Regions from separate parts of the Sus scrofa genome. Here region 2 is linked to region 1. Evidence: chromatin contacts called from public HiChIP or PLAC-seq data. All regions are on one chromosome and are shown on one strand. Each heading gives the region's core, a stretch centred on a gene start, on an enhancer-like site or on the middle of the called end of the contact. The rest is flanking DNA. Distances are from core to core; before and after follow the strand shown. Region 1 overlaps TSEN15 (tRNA-splicing endonuclease subunit Sen15). Region 2 overlaps C9H1orf21.

What was found. HiChIP or PLAC-seq counts read pairs in DNA pulled down with a chosen protein or histone mark.
Region 2: an H3K27ac HiChIP or PLAC-seq map of skeletal muscle shows a contact between it and region 1, with 2.9 times the contacts expected there. The contact joins two enhancer-like sites. A contact is called at or near these places in 1 of 47 Hi-C or Micro-C datasets (fibroblasts) and 1 of 2 datasets of contacts at active chromatin or transcription factors (skeletal muscle).

The regions. Positions count from the first base shown.
Region 1 is chr9:125,392,385-125,395,084 of Sscrofa11.1, forward strand. The region is part of intron 8 of TSEN15 (tRNA-splicing endonuclease subunit Sen15); the gene reads left to right. Among named protein-coding and RNA genes, the nearest start is that of TSEN15, 93 kb to the left of the region's middle. Within about 2 kb of position 1,252, at least 16 of the 83 cell types and tissues checked have an H3K27ac peak or open chromatin away from gene starts, as enhancers often do. A contact at or near this core is called in skeletal muscle, where this site is marked.
Region 2 is chr9:125,723,141-125,725,840 of Sscrofa11.1, forward strand. The region is part of intron 2 of C9H1orf21; the gene reads left to right. Among named protein-coding and RNA genes, the nearest start is that of C9H1orf21, 110 kb to the left of the region's middle. Within about 2 kb of position 1,436, at least 5 of the 83 cell types and tissues checked have an H3K27ac peak or open chromatin away from gene starts, as enhancers often do. A contact at or near this core is called in skeletal muscle, where this site is marked.

The DNA of each region.
Region 1 (2,700 bases), core at 2-2,501:
ACAGACTGGCAGGTACTGTCATTAAAATTTAAGAGACAATGCTCCTGGTTTTTAAAAGTTTTACTGTATGGAAGTCAGATGGTGAATTTAACAGTGTTCAAAGTCCTAGTCCGTACCAGTTATGAAAAGAGAGATTTGCCTTCTCTTTTAAGGTAATGACTGAGCCCCTTCCAAAGTGTCTTCTCCCTTCCACAGAAGCCAGCTTTTCACACACCAATACCCAGCCCACAGGGATTGCTTTCCACTGGGTAGCAGTTTATGGCGTCACCCATTCCAAATACAATCTTAGTGAATATAGAAACTATTTAAGGAGTCCCATCGTGGCTCAGTGGTTAATGAATCCGACTAGGAACCATGAGGTTGAGGGTTTGATCCCTGGCCTTGCTCAGTGGGTTAAGGATCTGGCATTGCTGTGAACTGATCCCACGTTGCTGTGGCTCTGGCATAGGCCAGTGGCTCCAGCTCCGATTAGACCCCTAGCCTGGGAACCTCCATATGCCGCAGGAGCGGCTCAAGAAAAGGCAAAAAGGCAAAAAAACAAAAAACAAAAAAACTATTTAAGTGTTTGCAACCTGACTTTATTTTTAATTTCAGCTTGGTTTTTATCCAAAATATTCTTCCAAGCCTCAAAGCCTTTAGCCATTTTAGGTACCTCTCTCCTTAGTCCATTAAGTAAAATAGCCACCATCCAAGCAATAGTTATTCTGTACCAGGCACTGTGCATGGCCTTTATATACCTTATGTTCGTTAATCTTCACATGAGATGGGTATTATTATTATTATTATTATCCCATTTTGCATATGAAAAAACCGAGGCAGTGAAAGGTTAAATACCTTAACCAAGCTCACATGACCAGTAAGGAGCAAAACAAGGGTTCAAACCAGAGCCTTTACCGTTGTACTCTACTGCCTCTACTTCCATTTGATTTTTTGCTCATGGAAGACACTTCTTGGGAGAGTAGTTGATCCTTCAGAAAGACCAATAAATCAATTCCAGTTCATCAGAATTTCTCTGCATTTTTTTTTCCATTCCAGCACTTGTGGAATTTGGGAACCTCTTATCATGGTACCTGTGTTCACTCCTAGGTACCTCCCTTCTCTAAGTCTTAGCAGCTCTCTGGAATGGTGAGATCCTGGGGCTGTTGCCACAGTCTTCTGGAAAAGAGAAGCTTCTTGGCTCCAGCACACTCTTAAAGCTCGGGAGAAGAGCTGCACTGTGGGGCCAATCTGTCACTGTGTCTATATTTAGCACCATCTGCCAGGAATATTTCAAACTGCCTATTTTAGTACATGCTGTTTTGTGCAAATGCGACTGCTCCACCACTAGTTCGTGGGAAACCAAGGGCATTAAGTGGATTTTCTGGGTTTTTTTTTTTTTTTTTAAGTGTTGTAAGTCAGCCCTTCAGCCAACCTTCAAATGAGACATGGGAGAGGATGGAGGCAGGATTTTCCCAGGGTGTTAGCCCCAGGGGTCTACACTTTTAGTGGCTCAAAAGTAATCCGGGAGTGGCAGCTGCAGAAGAGGCAGAGGAGGTTCTGGTTGGGGGTGGGAGGTGGGGAGGGAAAAACATAAAAGGCCCAGACTTTTATACAGCACCCCTGAGCCAACGTGCTGACCAGGCTCATCTCAGAGCTCCCCCACTCCAGCTCCGTAAATCACTGGACAGACTCTTCTAGCCTTAACCAACCCCTCACAGCCTTCATGATTCATCTCATGAAAGACAAGGGCTCCCATTACTGAGGGCTTCCCTTGTGCTAGTTTTTAGTTTTGGTTTTTAAAAGCATCAGTTCATTTCTTCCATACAACATTCTTATGAGGGAGGTTCTATTTCTTTTTCCATTATGGTTTATCACAGGACACTGAATACAGTTCCCTGTATTGTACAGTAGGACCTTGTTGCTTATACATTCTGTGTATAATAGTTGATGCCTCTAATCCCAAACTCCCGCTCCATCCCTCCCTGACCCACCCTCTTAGCAACCACAAGTCTATTCTCTATGTCTTTGAGTCTGTTTCTGTTTTGTAGATAAGTTCATTTATGTCATATTTTAGATTCCACATGTAAGTGATATATGGCATTTGTCTTTCTTTTTCTGACTTCACTTAGTATGATAATCTCTAGGTCCATCCATGTTGCTGCAAATGGCATTATTTTATTCTTTTTATGGGAAAGTAATATTCCATTGTGTGTATACACCACACCTTCTTTATGCATTCATCTGACAGTGGACACTTAGGTTGCTTCTTTGTCCTGGCTTTTGTAAATAGTGCTGCTGTGAACATAGAGATGCATGTATCTTTTTGAATTATAATTTTGTCTGGATGTATGCCCAGGAGTGGGATTGCTGGATCAAATGGCAACTCTATTTTTAGTTTTTTCAGGAACTTTCTGTTCTCCATAATGGCACACCAATTTACATAGAGAGGTGCTATTCTTGGTTCCACCTTACAGCCAAGGAAACTGAGGCTTAGAGAGCCTCAGGGACTTGCAGAGTCAGAAGCCGAGCTTGGGCTCACTGAAGCCAGACCAGGATCTTAACTATTGTTATCATATTGGCCAGTTCTATATACCCTACCCATCCAGTCCCTCTGTTTTCTTCCCTTAGCAATAGACAAGTGTATTTTTTTCTTATTATTTCCACCTGAAGCTTATTTCCAGACTCAGTACTTAACTACACTGGAGAGGTTCTGACCTTGGT
Region 2 (2,700 bases), core at 186-2,685, 330 kb after region 1:
CTTAACACACACACATACCCACGCGCGCACACGCCATTGGCCAATTGTTCAATATCTGGAGCAGCCATACTAAATGGGGAAGGGTTTCTGGAACGGTCATAGAATTTCCAAATCCTGACCAGCCACCTTGCAAATTCATGACCATTAATCTTGGACGGTAGTGAAGGACTGACTCTATAAATGAATCAGCAGGAATTTATGGTCTATCCTAGAAAAGCAACTCTCATTTCAAGCCCTCTTAATGACAGTGGAATTTTATCAACTTTGTGTACAATGGCAGGCATGTAAGCCACTCTGTTAGTATCTGTTTGTAATTGCTGTCATTGCCATAGGGTTTACCCTAAAAAGGAAATTACTGTTTGCATTTATTCTAGATCTTATTTTATCATAATGCATTTTTTAATGCTTGACCTGAAGAGGTTTATCTCAAGGTGACTTCCATTCAGAGAGAGGATACATATTATGATAACATGTTGTAATAGTTCTGTAATGGAAGAAGAATCTTCATTTTTATTAGAAATTCATTTGACTATACGGTTTGGGGAAAGTCGATTAAAAGCCTGTGGTCTGAGCCAGACTGCCTGGGTTCAAGGCCTGGCCTGGCCAGGTGGTACAGCTAGGTGAGTCAGTGTTTCCTTATGATGGAGACATTGATAGTTCCCTTTCATAGAGACACTGTGAGTATGAAATGGGTTAGGGGTTAACCACTTTTCCAAACTAGATCTGGAACTTTTAAAGGGCTCTGTAAACAATAGCGCTTCCTCCTTCTCCTCCTTACTCAAGCGAAGGAAGAGATCCTTGATGTATTGCTTGTCTTAATGTTACTAAGATCATAGATCAGAGTTGTAGTGTACAACTGATGCCTTTAAATGTAGTTATCTTTCAAACAACAAGTTTTTGTAAAGACATTGCGGTATTTGCATTGCAGAAGAACTTCAGTTTTCTTTCACTAGATGTAGTTGTAATGAAAAGTTACATTACAGTGAAACTGCCATTGTAATGAAAAGCTTCACAACCCCTGCTCTGGCTGGTATATTAATTCCTAATTGAAGGAGCACAAGGAGAAGAGCTTCCATTGACAGAGACCCCAGACACCTGCCAAGGGAGGGTCTGTCAGTTTCCCTGATGGTGCCTGTGAATGTGAAATGTCCTTCTAACTTCTGTTTCTGTCACTATGATTTGCAAATGTGTCCAGATCCTTTCTGAATCCATTCGTACTTTATGCCTGTATCATTTCCCAAAGTAATTATTTTCTGTGCTCTGCGGTTTAGTGGTTAGGAGCCTGGCCCTGGATTTAGACCAATCTGGGTTAGAACCAGCACTGCCACTTGACCAGCCAATCAAGGACTAATCTCTGCAACTGTAGAAAGGGCGTTATAATACCAGCCTCGCGCGACTGACCTGAGGATTAAATCCAGGCAGGGGAGAGGACAGGTGACTGGGCAGGCTTTTCTCTGGAAGGGTTATCAAGGATAACAGGAGCCCCAGCAAAAATAGCAGAGAGGCCTTAGCTGGCCTCCAGCCTTTCTGTGGTTAGTGCAGAACCAGAACTGCAAGAGTCAGAGCAGGCTCTTGAGAAACTGGATAAATTGCTGTCAGTACCTCCATGCGTGCCCGCCTGCCCGCCCGCCTGCCCTGGGAGCGGCTTGCCATGCATTCTCTTTCTTGTTTAGGAATTATATCTGTATGATATAACAATTACGGGACTTCCCTGGTGGCCCAGCAGGTTAAGGATCCAGAGTTGTCACTGCTGTGGCTCAGGTCACTGCAGTGGGGCCAGGTGCTATTCCTGGCCCAAGAACTTCTGCCTGCTGTGAGCATAGCCAAAAAAAAAAAAAAAAAAAATTAAACCCTCTCTCCAGAGGAAAGCCTTAGTATGCATATGCATTCCTAAAGGAATCTGGGCTGTATTTGGATCTGGTTATATATCTTGTGTCAGAGCTTGTCAGAGATGAATGTTCCGGGGGCCCTTCATGACTGGTTAATAGTTCCCTGGTCACTGAATGATGAGCCTCAAATGGATGAAGGAGATGTGCTGTCCAGCCTCTGAAATGATTGAGTGATTCGGGAATGGGGCCTGCAGGTCTAGTCTTAATTATTAAAGGTGCTGTGGAGAGGGCAGCTTTCCCACCGTCTCATCCTTGCCGTGTGGCTGCTTCTTCCCTGGTCCTCTTCGAAGAGGAGGACATGACCCTAAGAACGCTAAGAGGCCATAGCACCTGTGCACATGCATCGCAGCGCACTCACTTCCCTCAGAGAGGTCAATCCCCTGCCTCCACAGCACACAGCCGCCAGGGCATCAAGCCAGGTCCGGAGGAGAACGGCCCTTTGAGCTGGGGCTCTGTGTCTTGTGATTCACCGCTGTCCCGCCAGAGAGGAAGGAGCTGGGTCAGGTTGGGCGGCATTCCCTCTGCTCCCAGGATCCATCGCAAGCCCTCCCTGGTCCGCGTGCTCCAGTACCTTCCCGTCCCCAGGTCCCCAGTGGAGGGTGTACCTGTCAGGGGAGGCAAGAAACAGGTTCTGGCAGGCGCCGTGTCTCAAGCAACTGCCCCCGCAGCGGACTGCAGACCAAGATTCCACCTGCCCCCGTGAGACTCCTTGTGGCTCCCCTCACCCTCGTGCCATACTGGCCTCTCTCTCTGGCTCGTGGCTGGTCTTCTCCTCGTGTTCTTCCTCCGCCTCTGCTGCTCCGAGCAAGTT